2 separate regions of the Neogale vison genome follow, and region 1 is linked to region 2. A link is a contact called in public Hi-C data. All regions are on one chromosome and are shown on one strand. The core of a region is the stretch at or near the end of the contact, and the rest is flanking DNA. Distances in the headings are between cores, read along the strand shown. Region 1 has its middle 330 kb from the start of DDHD1. Region 2 has its middle 18 kb from the start of CDKN3.

Region 1 (6,194 bases), core at 549-3,048, 700 kb before region 2:
CGATAAAGCAGAGATGCACTGAGAAGGTTGGGATGAGGGTCCCTGAAGTCCCCAAAAGAAAGGGAGAAAGATAGACTGATACACAAGTTCATACACAGGCACACAACAAAAGCTACCTCAATTCCTGATTGCTTTTTGTTTCCAAATTTAGTGCCCCCACACTTCTCATTTTGGGGCACCTTGTCTGAGCCATCTTTGCCTCTTATGACCAAACGAGTCATGACAACACCAGCAAAATTTGTTGAATTTTTGTTGAATATTATAACACTGTAATTAATGGTAATGTAGCAACCAAGATGAATTAACCAAAAGGTATATAATGTAATTGTTGCTCTCCTGCTACCACTTGTCAACTGTGAATTTTTTTCTAAATGCCTTAACATTAGTAGTTGGAAAACTCCTGGAAATTGTCTCTTGTCAGTATTCATTAAAAAAATCACAAAACAAACTGAGGGTTGCTGGGGGGAGGGGGGTTGGGAGAAGCGGGGTGGGGTTATGGACATTGGGGAGGGTATGTGCTTTGGTGAGTGCTGTGAAGTGTGTAAACCTGGCGATTCACAGACCTGTACCCCTGGGGATAAAAATATATGTTTATAAAAAATTAAAAAATTTTAAAAAATCATATACCATGAATATCAGAACTCAGAGGTCTATATTATGTACTGTTTTATTGTTTCAGTTTAATGAACACTTCATGAAACTACTAAGTTGTTATATATGACATTAAAAGAAGGTATGACAAAGTTTTGTGCTGAATATATGATCTGAAAACAATAACACATTCGTGTTTCATTCTCATGGTGTGATAGTTGCCATTCAATTACTCTTAGTGGAGAGTGCCATGTTCTGGTGGCAGCTGGATGTCGAACTCCATCTTCTTAAGAATAAATAAAAGAAGAGTATTTGGGAGCATTTACATATACCTATCTTAAATATCCTACTATTTATTTGTGTGAATATAGTTTGGCAATGGGGTATAATAAAACTTTGATTTTAGCAAGTGGAGGATATCACTCACTGACCTAGGTCTTTCCAAACAAGTTGCTGTATAAAATTTACAGCATCTGTGCTCACTCACATATTTCTCTTATGCAGTATGTTTATCTTCTTTTATTAGCTTTCCATGCTTTTGTCATTGTTCTTTCCTTCCGTCAGCCCAGTTGTCATGGAAAGTGGATGACTTAGAGTGGAGTGGAACATGATGCCATCTGTAAATGTAAGTGGGTAAATAACTTCTATAGACATAACTCTTTGGTGCAGTGAATAACAGGCATTCATGTGTGTTCTTAATATCCATCTGTTTGATCATCTTTAGTCTATGTTTTTTACCCAGCCTCTCTAACCACACACACACACACACACACACACACACACACACACACGGGGCTGGGGAACCCAAGCTAACATTAATTGAGTTAGAAAGTATGTTTTTGCTCAGACAATGAAAAGAAAAAATTTCCTCGGGTAGGATAATTCTAGTGGTCATTTTTTTTTTCCTTTAGAATTTTTAACTACAGTAGGCACACTGAATTCAGTGCTGGAGGCAGCCAGCCATCATCTTATGAAGAGATATTATTTGTCTCATTAGCTCTGTGGGAGTGCCATGAAAGGGTCCATGACCTAGAGCCCATCTTGCTTTAATAATGGCTTAACACTCATAAAAGATTTTTAATGGCTACATGAGACATATTTAAATATTAAACGCCATTCCTCTTTGTTGATTCACAAACTCCAATGAATAGGACTCCTTTGTCGCTTCCAAGATTGAAGAAATGTGCCTGGCTTCTCACGCCAAGGAGTGAACAAAACAAACCCAGGAACGGAAACACCTCACCTCTGCCCTGCTAACCCACTTGCCAACCTGAGAACCTTGCATCTCCAGGGCTCACTGCACTGGCTGCCTTGATTTCTTGCTTAGAAACACAATTTTTCTGTTTGATTCCCCTTTACCCATTTCTAATCCTGCCATAGGAGAATTAGGAAGATAGTGATATATACACAATGAGACTTTTTCCCCAAACACAACTTTTTGGCTCTTATCATAATGCAATTCATTTGCCTTGTGCCACCCACCTCCCTCGCCCCCCAGACCCCCCACTGCTACAGTGTTGATCTGGTGAGATGATCATACTTACCCGGTAAGGCACTTTAGGCCAATACCTGAATTTGAACAGAATGACATTTATTGGTTCATCTGTGTATTTAGATTTCAGTAAGGACTCATGAACCTGGTGACAAGGGGGCTATTCTTCCAAAGCCTCAGAATGGAGTGTGACATTACATGAGAACCAGAGCTGTTTGTTTAAACAGAGCGAGTCCTCCAAGATTAGCACCTGACATCTTATTCCTAAGTGTGTGATGATCCTGGGTGGATGACAAGACCCTAAAACATTGTATTTGCCTTTCTTTCTTGCCTTCTGGTGTGCATGTCAGACGTATACTTTTAGAGATGTTTTTATTTACAGAAGAGAAAATGGAGTTATAGACCTCCTTTTGTGAGTAGAGCTGCCAGGGGAAAACAAGGTGGAAAGGTATTCTCAAGTACAGAGAGAGACTATATGGGTCTAGAAGCACTTGGAGTTTGGCAAGCTTTGTAGTATTCTTTAAATATCTGGGGGCATGGCAGAACCAAACAGGTATATTTTGCTCAAAGCACCATTTCCCTTTCATTTTCCCCAAACCATGTATGTTCTAGGGAAATTTAATCTGTGTATTTTGGAATCATTTCACTGGCATTCATCAAAACATTGCAAAATAAATACTAGATCGGGACTGAGACATCTCTTAAGCTCTCTGATAAGCAGTTTTTTCCTTGGACCATAAAAGTAAAATTTTGCCAGCTTTGAATGAACCCTGAACCCAGAGCAGTTGGAGCTTACTTCTCAAATTATCTCCCAGCCAGTGGGTGGGGAGTTTTATATGTGTCTGGAATAAAGCAATGATGGGGACAATGCTTTTCCAGGGGCAAGGTCCTCAAAAATGGAACTTGTCCATTTATGGGCTTTTCCACTGGGACCTCTCGGCACCCATTTGGGTCTGGCAGCATTAGGTCTCTCCTGGTACAGCCATTGCCCCAAGTTTGTCCCTGCAACTCCTGTGTCTGGTGCTTCTAAACCTCCCAATCCCATCTTTATTTAAAATTATGTTTTGTTCATCATGGAGTTTTACACATTAATTTTTGTTTTTAAGACATTGCATTGAAATATTATTTACCTTGATGACTAGGGTTTTTGGCGCCTTCTTATATTTTGTGCCTAAGGCATGTACCTCACTTGCCTCACCGTTGTCCCCCTCTCGCCTTGCTCCTGGGGCTTCCTTGTTCTCTTCACTCTGTGGCTCCCATCAAACGTGTGCATGGCATCGGGACAAACAAATAAGTCTTACTTGGAGGGTTTGATGGTGATGTGGAGAACTTGGGGAGGGGTTCAGTTACTCTTGAAGGGGGCCTCTGGGCTTCTAATCCAGTGGAGGTGCCCCAGGTCACTACGTGGGGTGGGGCACATCCGCTGAGAAGTTCCACTCTAGCCCACTCTTGGCTTTTGGTTTAGCTGGGCTTTCTCTTCCTGGGGACCCAGCGGCCTGTGTCCAGTGCCAATCATGTGCCCCCTTCTCCTATCGGTTTTAGTTACTGCTCAGGCCATGGGGCTTGTCATTTTCCTCTTGTCAGGACCTTATCTGCAGAGTGCAGAGTAAGCATGGAATAAAGACACTTGCTCTTAGGATGCCATCTTTTCCCCTCAAGATGATGATTTCATTTTAATCTTGTCCCAATTAGAAACAAGAAATATTTCATTCACTCTGTTGTCATCCCAGTGATACCTAAGGACTGATCTTGAGCCAAAGAAAAGGGAAGAAATTTGAGTTCAAACAGAATGTTGTTGTCAAGGCCGGCTTTTAATTCAAGGTCTTTATTGTCACGGTTGATGGCTTAATGGTAATTGTTATCGCCAGCAGTGAGTGAGCTGTGCCAGACCCTGTGTTCAGCATCTTCTTAAGCACACGTGTCATTTAAACCCTACAACAGTCTGGGGTTGGGACTATTATTCTAGCCTACAGATTAGAAAACTGAGGGTTAGAGACGTTAAATAAAACCTCCCAAGAGTACCCAAATAAGTAACAGTAGGATCCAGAACTTCCTAACTCAAAACTCCAGTTCTTACCCTCATTCCACACAGCTCCTCTCCACACAGGAGAAAAGCCAGTTTCCCCTCTTTTATGGGCATTCTAATAGCAACGTCTTTCATACTAAGACACAAATGAATAAAATGCTACAATTCTTTTATTACAGTTTCTGTGTAGATTTTTCTTTTTCAGACCATAATGAAAAAAATTTTCAGCATCTAAATGCTGAAATCCTTTTCCTTTGCCATGTTGCAAGCCTCATGACACTTTTCTTCTGGAGTTCCAGAGCCCAGGTTCATGCAAGCGGGTGTCCCTGACCCGGTTTCTGCAAGTCTAGATGGAATCAGACATAAAGCAATTTACTGTAAATGTTTTGGGGATGAGCTGAGGGATAGGAAACTTTAAAAAATTCACATTCATCTGGCAGCAAGAACACCTGTGTGCTTATTTTAAAATCCTGGGTCTAGACCTATTATGTATTCTTTACTGGCTTCTGCTCTAGCACTCTACAGACTCTGTGAGGAATCCCCAGGGGATCTGCTCTGGTCATTCTCTTCTTGAAGGTTTTTCAGCTGGCCTCCAAAATGCCATTAAGTGCATTCCCTTGATGATTTCTCCAATCACACCCCCAGTCTATAGACTTGCCCTATTTCTTGGGCATCTGATTTCAAGAATGTGGTGCTTTGGGTCCACCCTCACATGGGACACTGTCCCCTCACCCCTACCCCCAAACTTGTGAAGTTCAAATGAGGAGGCATTACAGAAGGAGTTCTTTAGCTTAACAAGGCAATTTAATGGGTCTGGGATTGAGAGAACAGCAGCCAGTGTCCAAGAGAGATTATGTAAGAGAGCCTCCAAGAGAGGACAGAACATGGTTTTCTACAAATAAATAAGGCAAAAAGGCTACACTCACTAGTGCCACAGCTGGGAAGCAACTATGAGCAATGAATTTCTCATGCTAACAAATCCAAGCTCTTTGGAAAACAGATGTTGAGCTCTGGGACTGGCACTGGATCTCCCCTGGCAGGAACTGCAAGGTTTAGAGATGGAAGGGTATCTAGAGAACATTTGTTCATAAACACAGCTGAGGGCCAGCAACCTGCTTTTATGCCCTGTCTGGGCTGCACTGGTGGACCCCTTCCATGCAGCATTTCCACAAGAAGGCAGACATGCAAGGCTTCTGCAGCCCACACTCAAGAGAAATAATTAAACAGTTTTTCTTAACCTCTTGAACTTTTCATTTATTATTGCCATCCATTATGTCTACCTTCTCAAATCGCAGAATACCGAAACTGAGCTCTGGGGTCAAGGGTTTATTGTTTAATGGAGATAGAACATTTTGTAAATTGCACAAAGTCACAATGTTTATAATAGAAGCTTCTGGTGTACTGAATCTTTTCCATTTAACAAACAGTGAGCTTTGACATGTGTTCTTCCTACATAGCAAGAAATTTGGGGTAAGTGCAGTATTGGCATGAACATGTTACCAAATCTTTCCTGTAAACCAAGTGACATCCACAGTCAAATAAAAACATTCTTTCCACCAAATACCAGGAAATGCTAAAAGTATCACTATTCTTCTAAGGTCATGCTAAACTGAAGTTTTGGCTTTTAGAACACAAAGTAAGGATGAAGAAGGCCAACATTTTTGTCCAACACACATTTGCTGCTACAAGTCCTCAGGGACAACCTTCTGGTTCAAATATGAACATGTGTATGGAGAATTTTTCCTAGGATTTAACCTTCAAATGGAAAGTGTAAATATTTTAAGAAAATGTATGAATGTTAAAAAATATTCCTGTTGTCTTTGTTTTTATTAGAATTTGTACTTTCAAGTCAGAAACGGATTTTCTTAAAACAAAGCAAACATCCTTAAAAATGTACCCAGCCAAAATAACCAATGTATAAATTCCTAGAATTAACAAAATATGAATATTCCTCAGTAAAGAAACTCAACCAAAAATTGGAAGTTCTTGGGAAGTGGCAGGAAAGAATGTCTTCAACCTAAAATTTTAACCCTTTGTGTTGGAGGTCTAATAAATATTTCTGAGGGAAACAAATGTGCATGTAAC
Region 2 (6,964 bases), core at 1,792-4,291:
TGATCCAGTCATTCCACTACTGGGTATTTACCCAGAGAAAATGAGAACACTAATTTGAAAATATATATGCACCCCTGTGTTTCTTGCAGCATTATTTAGGATAGTCAAAATATGGAAGCAACCAAGCATCTATTGACAGATGAGCAAATAAAGATGTGGTATAAAAAAGGGGGGGATAGAGGCACCTGGGTGGCTTAGTGGGTTAAAGCTTCTGCCTTTGACTCAGGTCATGATCCCAGGGTCCTGGGATCGAGCCCCACATCGGGCTCTCTGCTCAGCGGGGAGCCTGCTTCCCCCTCACTCCGTCTGCCTCTCTGCGTACTTGTGATCTCTGCCTGTCAAATAAATAAATAAAATCTTTAAAAAAAAAAAAAACGAGTACACTTATCATGATGAGAACTAAATCATATATAGGATTGTTTAATCATTTTATTGTACGCCTAAAACTAATATAACACTGTATGTTAATTACACTTTAATTTTTTAAAAAAATGTGATCCAGAAGTGACAAAGTCAACAGCAAGTAGGCTTTTTTGGGTGAGTGGTCAGTAGGTCCTTGAGGCCCACTCGGCTAGAAAGTGCAGGAACACATCTGCTCACAGACCCTCTGACCAATAATGGGTCTCAAACAAGTACTTGTTCTCTGGGCAAACCTCAAGTGACAAAGACACATCCTTACCCATCAAGACCACCCTTGGAGAGCCAACTGATTGTACCTGACAGGAGGTGGAGTTGTACTCTCTTCACTATATAGGAGGTGGAACATTCTCCAATACTGACCTCCTTGCAGAACCCAAGCACCAAGTACCAGGTTTTGATGGCTAGTTTTATGAGCCCAGTTGAGCTGGGCTGACATTATTCTGGATTTTCTGTGAGGATGTTTTTGGATGAGGTTACCATTTAAGCTGGTGGACATTGAGTAAAGCCAATTTCCTTCCCTAATATGGTGGGCCTTATCCAATTAGCCAAAGGCCTGACTAGACCCAGAGACTGACTTTCCCTGAGCAAGAGGGAATTTTTCACCAGATAGTTTTCAAACTTGAATTGCAGCTTTGGTTCATGGTTGTATCTCGAAACTTCCAGCCCATCTTGAAGATTTTATTTTAAAAAAGAATAAATCTTTTCATTTATGCAGTGTGTGTGTGTGTGTGTGTGTGTGTGTGTCTCCTATTGGTCCTGTTTCTCTGGAGAATCTTGGCTAATTTACCCGCTAAGCCATTCAAAGGCATTTCTCTTGGGGATCTCTTCCTGAAGGAAAACACCTTCTTCTACAAGCCAACTGCTCTGGATGCATGAGCTCCTGTCCCCAACAGGAATTCTTCCCCTCATCCATGCACAGATGCTTACATAACCCCTAGATGTGCCAAAGGACACTAGCTAGTCACTTCCCTAGCCCTGAGGAAGCAGAAAACCCCATAAAACAAGGACTCTGCTAAGAACTGCACGAAATATTTGTTTATAATGTCATTGTTGTGAAGAATCTTAACATTACAATAATATTAATTCATATATCACAGGCAAACATTACACCAGCACTTTGAGCAAACACAAGGTTGAAACCTAGGAAGCTGAAGAGAGAATGAAGTGGTTAAGAAAGTGACCCCAGAGGCTGACTGCCAGGACTCAAGATCCTGCTCTACCACAAACCAGCTGAGTAAAATATATCCTTTCCCCTAAGCCACAGTGTTCCCATCTTCAAAATGGGATGATCATAGTAGTGCCAATCCTACCAGATGGTAAGAAGACCATTGAAATAATTGAAAAAAAAAAAAAATGCAAGTAGCACACTCATCCCCATGCTTGGCACATGGCCTAAGTTCCCTGAACATTGCTATTTTTATTGCCCCGGCATGGTCCCAGCCCTTAAAGAGTTTTCTAGAAGCACAACACAGCCCTTGGTTAAATGGGATTAAATCGATTATGACTCTGTGGGTTGCAACTGAAGAGCAGAAAATCCTTAGGGAAGACCTGGAGCCCAAAGAGTGGTTACTGGAAATGTAACGAATGGGAAGATGTTGCACAGAAATGTGGAAACTTTCGAAGAGCCCTTAGAGGTCATGCTGCTCAGCAACCCCAGAAACCCCCCTCCCCCCCCCGCCGGGGTTTACCCCCACACTGCCAGGCTGAGCTCACCTCATTGCTAGGCAGACTGAATTGGAAAGAAACCCTACAAGTTTTCATGGAGTAGAATAAACAGTATGTAAACAAACAAATGCCTGTGTTCCGGGAAGGAAACAAACAGAGTACTTTAATAATTCAAAAGAGGTGAGTGTGAAATGTCCAGAATAGACAAACCCCAGGGACTGAAAGCGGATTAGTGAATACCAGGGACTGGGAGGAATGGGGATGGGCAGCGACTCCCTAATGGTATGGGGTTTCTTTTTAAGGTAATGGAAATGTTCTGAGATTTGCATCCCCGTGATGATTGTACAATCTTCTGACTATACTATAACCTACCGAATAGTACACTTTAAAATGGTGACGTCTATGCTATGTAAAACGTCATTGTTAATTGTGTTAATCAGAACACAATTAAAATTTTTCTATTAAAAAAAAAAAAACTTAATGTTGAGGGACCTATTTTAGACCCGACTGACGAAGAAGAAAGCCTCTCTGAGGAGTTTGTGTGAAGCAAACAAGGTATAAAATCTTAAAAGACGTTCATTCTCACTGCATGGGGCTTGCGCCTTCTAACAAAACCATCACCAAAGGATACAAATTAGAAGATGAGCTTATCCTCAAGAAAAACTATTGAACTATTATAAAAGGTAATATGAAAACAATACGATTTAGTGGCTATTCCCAAATGCACCTTATCTCCTTTCTTATAAAATATCTAGTAAGAAAAGGATTATTTCTCCCCTACCACCCGGCTCCTTTTCTCTAGGGCCGATGGCTGTGCTATTATTGAGACGCGCGCGCCCTCTACAGCTCTGAGCCTAGATTGCATCTTACTGCTACACTAAGACCGGAAAAAAGGTATTTTTATTAATCTTGTGACTGAAAAATTACCATCCCCCAAGCCCATGCCACCCACGGCAAGCTAGATCCTCCAACAGTTTCCTGAAAAGTGGAAAAGAATATCAAAAAGAAGTGAAATCAGCAGTTTCCTTGGGCAGTTATAATGTAAACACAGATTGGATTCATTTGTCCGCCCTTTCGGGTAATGTGCTCTCCCTCCATAGACCAAAAGGAGGGAGTGTGTGTGTGTGTGTGTGTGTGTCTGTGCGCGCGCGCGTGCACATCTACACCTACATTCTCACTCTAATATTCTGCCTCATTATGTAATCACAAGGATAGAATATGTATTTTTTTTAAGATTTTATTTATTTGACAGGCAGAGATTACAAGTAGGCTGAGAGGCAGGCAGAGAGAGAGAAGGAGGAAGCAGGCTCCCTGCTGAGCAGAGAGCCCAATGAGGGGCTCGATCCCAGGACCCTGGGATCATGACCTGAGCCGAAGGCTGAGGCTTTAACCCACTGAGCCACCCAGGCGCCCCGAATATGTATTTAAATGGTCATCTTCTGTTCATCACAATATTTGGTTTCAAGTCAGTAAAAAATATTTGCATAAAGCAATAGAACAATGAGGTAAGGGACTGGCTTTCCCTGGCCACTGACAACGGCAGGAGGTCGGGGGGAAGAACTGGAATCACACAGCTGAACAATGGTGTGGACATCTTGGAAAATGCAATGGACTACCCAGGAGGGTGACAAAGTGAAAAGATGAATGTAAACATGAAACTCTGGTGTGAGGCAATAAAAAAAAAAGAAGAAGAATATCCTATGGGGGGATCAAAGAAGAATGTGCAGAGAGGCACCCACTGCAACAGCGGGAGAGGGGAAAGGGAAGGGCTCTATGTCCGGGACATTGATGCTTTTCAACCAGAGCTGAGCAGCCTGGAAAACACGACTTGTGAAATGCTATTGTTGCTCTATGCAAGGTCTTCTTCTCATCCCGATATTCTTAGGGAAGGTTTATTCAGGAAGGAGAGATGTACTAAGCATCTGGGCACAGCATGTGAGTTCAGAACTGGTCTCCCTCTAAGACTTGCAGGCCACCTTCTGTCCACCCGGAACAGGCAAATGTCCCTGTGAGTCACAAGTGGCTCAGGGGAGGGGGAAGAAAAACAGATTCCATTCCACGATTCTGCTTTGCACTGACTAACACAGCCATTAAAAAATGAAATCTGTTCACTAGACAAAATAGAGTCAAACATTCCTGCGTGCTCCATCCTTTACACAGATTTAAATATTGGCCTGTCTTCTCTGTGTTTGTTTTGGTTCCCTCAGCCCACATTGAAGTCCACGGGCTCTTTCCCTCACTCATCATCTCGCCTCCCGCTGCTTCGGCTGAGGATGAAGTAATAATTCAGCAAGCTGTTCGGGGCTTCCCATCAGCCTGGTTGCACAGCGCCATGTGCTCCTGGCTCAGGCATTCCAGCGGCCTTGAACTCCACGGCCCAGCAAGCTATGGGAGGGACCTTGCTCACACTGGCACTCCTGCCTAAGTGAAGGCAATGGAGGAAGCAACGTGAGGAAAAGCACTAAAAAAGCACATTAATTTCTCCTCACTGGTTCTCACTTACATTTTCTTATGAAACTGGGCTGTTTGTAGCCTACATGTCAACAGCACAGCGGTGAGGGGTCCAGAAACAGCATAAAGGAAAATCACGATTATAACTCAATAAAGCTGGGAAGGGGAAAGAAAAGGCAACTTTCTGGTAGAGGTTGTTTAAAAATAAACGACTGAGTCTCTCTTCCAGCTAGCAACCTGCTGTGGCCTTTGGAAGCCTCCTTTTGTGTCCTTGGTTTCACTTCTGTCTGAGCTGTAAGAGCCTGCCAGAGTCCCACGGTTTGGTTTATTACGCAGCTCATCCTTCTCCCTCGGAGCCTGGTATTAATGCTCACTATGGGATGTTCTTGTACCCAGAACTCTCCGGAATCAAAAGGCTTCCAAGTACTTCACTGTAACAATTTAGTCACCCGTGAATTTTTAAATGTCAGGAAAACGTAAGTATTGGGAAGAAAAGGCAATGTTGGACCCCCCCTATTCAAACAGAAAGAAGGAGCATCTGAACTCTTGAATTTATTCCCCCAAATCAATGTAATACAATCTTAATTACTGAATACGGTTCTAATGCAGGGTTTGTGGGACCCTCAGGCCTAGTGGTTTCCTAGAGAAGACTTGATATCAAAGAAAAAGCTTTTTCCCAACATAAGGTAGTTTTTTGTTTTTTTTTTTAATGGACTTTGTGGTTTAATTGTTTCATTCTAGTGCTGGAAAATCAGACCAGGCACACCGCTCTTTTCACAGGACTTAGTTTTGAACTTTAACATAATGAACACAAAGTAAGAGGACCTGCCTGCCCGAAAATAGTGAGGAACAGAAGAGGAGGGTGATCAGGAAAAGGGCAACCACCAGTAATGGGGAAGGTGGCCAATGGTATCAAAACCAACACAGCAGTAACTGACTATCTGCAAGTCAATAGGGCAGGATCATAATAGACGTCAATAGACACCAACCATCATTACAGAACTGTGAAGGATGAAAGAGTTAATATGCTTAAGAGTCCTGAAATTGTTAGGGTGGGCAAAGTAAGAATGAGCAAGAGAGCCACAAGGAAACTACATGACAGATTATATCTTGGCTACTGATTCCTAGCAATAACACTAATAATAATATACTATTATAAAATTGACCAATACACATTTTTTTAAAAGATTTTATTTATTTATCTGACAGAGAGAGAGAGAGAGATCACAAGTAGGCAGAGAGGCAGGCAGAGAAAGAGGGGGAAGCAGGCTCCCCGCCTAGCAGAGAGCCCAACGCAGGACTCGATCCCAGGACCCCGAGATCACGACCCGAGCTGAAGGCAAAGGCCCAACCCACTGAGCCACCCAGGCACCCTGACCAATACACCTTTTAAACAGAAAAATTTTTTAAGTGTAATATGTAGAGAAAAACAGAGAGGAAGAGTCATAGGAAGATTGCACGCTGTGTGTAAATTGATTAAGTTAAGCTTGTGAAGGTACAAACTTGAGAGCAGGATCCAAGTGACTTTCCAGATGTGAAGACCCTAAAAGTCATGTCTGAAACAACCATCCAGCTCCTTGCTGCCGTCATCTGAATTCACGTAGCACACAGTCAATACTGACTGATTAATTCAGCCTTAGCCACAACAGTAAGGACTGTCAGAAGTTTGAGGATGCCTTAAACTAAAAGCTCCAGGGACATCTGGGTGACTCAGTCAGTTAAGCGGCTGTCTACGGCTCAGGTCATGATCCTGGGGTCCCAAGATCGAGCCCCACATGGACAGGGAGCCTGCTTCTCCTTCTCTTTCTGCCCCTCCCCTACCCCGCGTATTCACACTTGCTTTCTCAAATAAATAAGTAAAATCTTTAAGAAAGAGGGACGCCTGGGTCGATTAAGCATCTGCCTTCAGCTCAGGTCATGATCCCAGGGTCCTGGATGGAACCCTGCACTGGGCTCCCTGCTGAGCCAGGTGTCTGCTTCTCCCTCTTCCTCTGCCCCTCCCAGCAGCGTGTTCTCCCTCTCTCTCACAAATAAATAAAATCCTTTAAAAAATAAAAAAATAAAAAAACTTTAAGAAAGAAAAAAAAAAAAAGAATGCTCCAAAGGGCAGGAACTCTGACTTCCTGGCTCGCCTGTACAACAGCACAGAATCGCAACAGGTAAGGTTTGCAAACAAGGTCTTTATTTTCCTATCACTCTCTGTTTCTGTTTGCTTGTGATATAGAGGTACGTATGTATTTTGCAGATAACAAGAGCTAATATTTATTATTTGCTGTCTGCCAGGCACCATCCTAAATGCTGTACGGACCCTCAAACCAACTCTATGAAGGAGGTACTATGATTGCCCCCCTCTTTGCCAGAGGAAAAGACGGGCACAGAGAGACTAATCAGTCCACCACTCATATTCTCTATCTCAAGCTCCTATTCC

Evidence for each region. A called contact is a pair of places that touch in the nucleus more often than the background predicts.
Region 1: a contact with region 2 is called in a Hi-C map of fibroblasts, with 8 times the contacts expected there. The contact joins two enhancer-like sites. A contact is called at or near these places in 2 of 3 Hi-C or Micro-C datasets (fibroblasts and muscle).

Annotation. Positions count from the first base shown.
Region 1 is chr13:45,844,490-45,850,683 of ASM_NN_V1, reverse strand. No RefSeq gene overlaps it. Among named protein-coding and RNA genes, the nearest start is that of DDHD1, 330 kb to the left of the region's middle. Within about 2 kb of position 1,798, the one cell type or tissue checked has open chromatin away from gene starts, as enhancers often do. A contact at or near this core is called in fibroblasts, where this site is marked.
Region 2 is chr13:45,147,653-45,154,616 of ASM_NN_V1, reverse strand. No RefSeq gene overlaps it. Among named protein-coding and RNA genes, the nearest start is that of CDKN3, 18 kb to the right of the region's middle. Within about 2 kb of position 3,041, the one cell type or tissue checked has open chromatin away from gene starts, as enhancers often do. A contact at or near this core is called in fibroblasts, where this site is marked.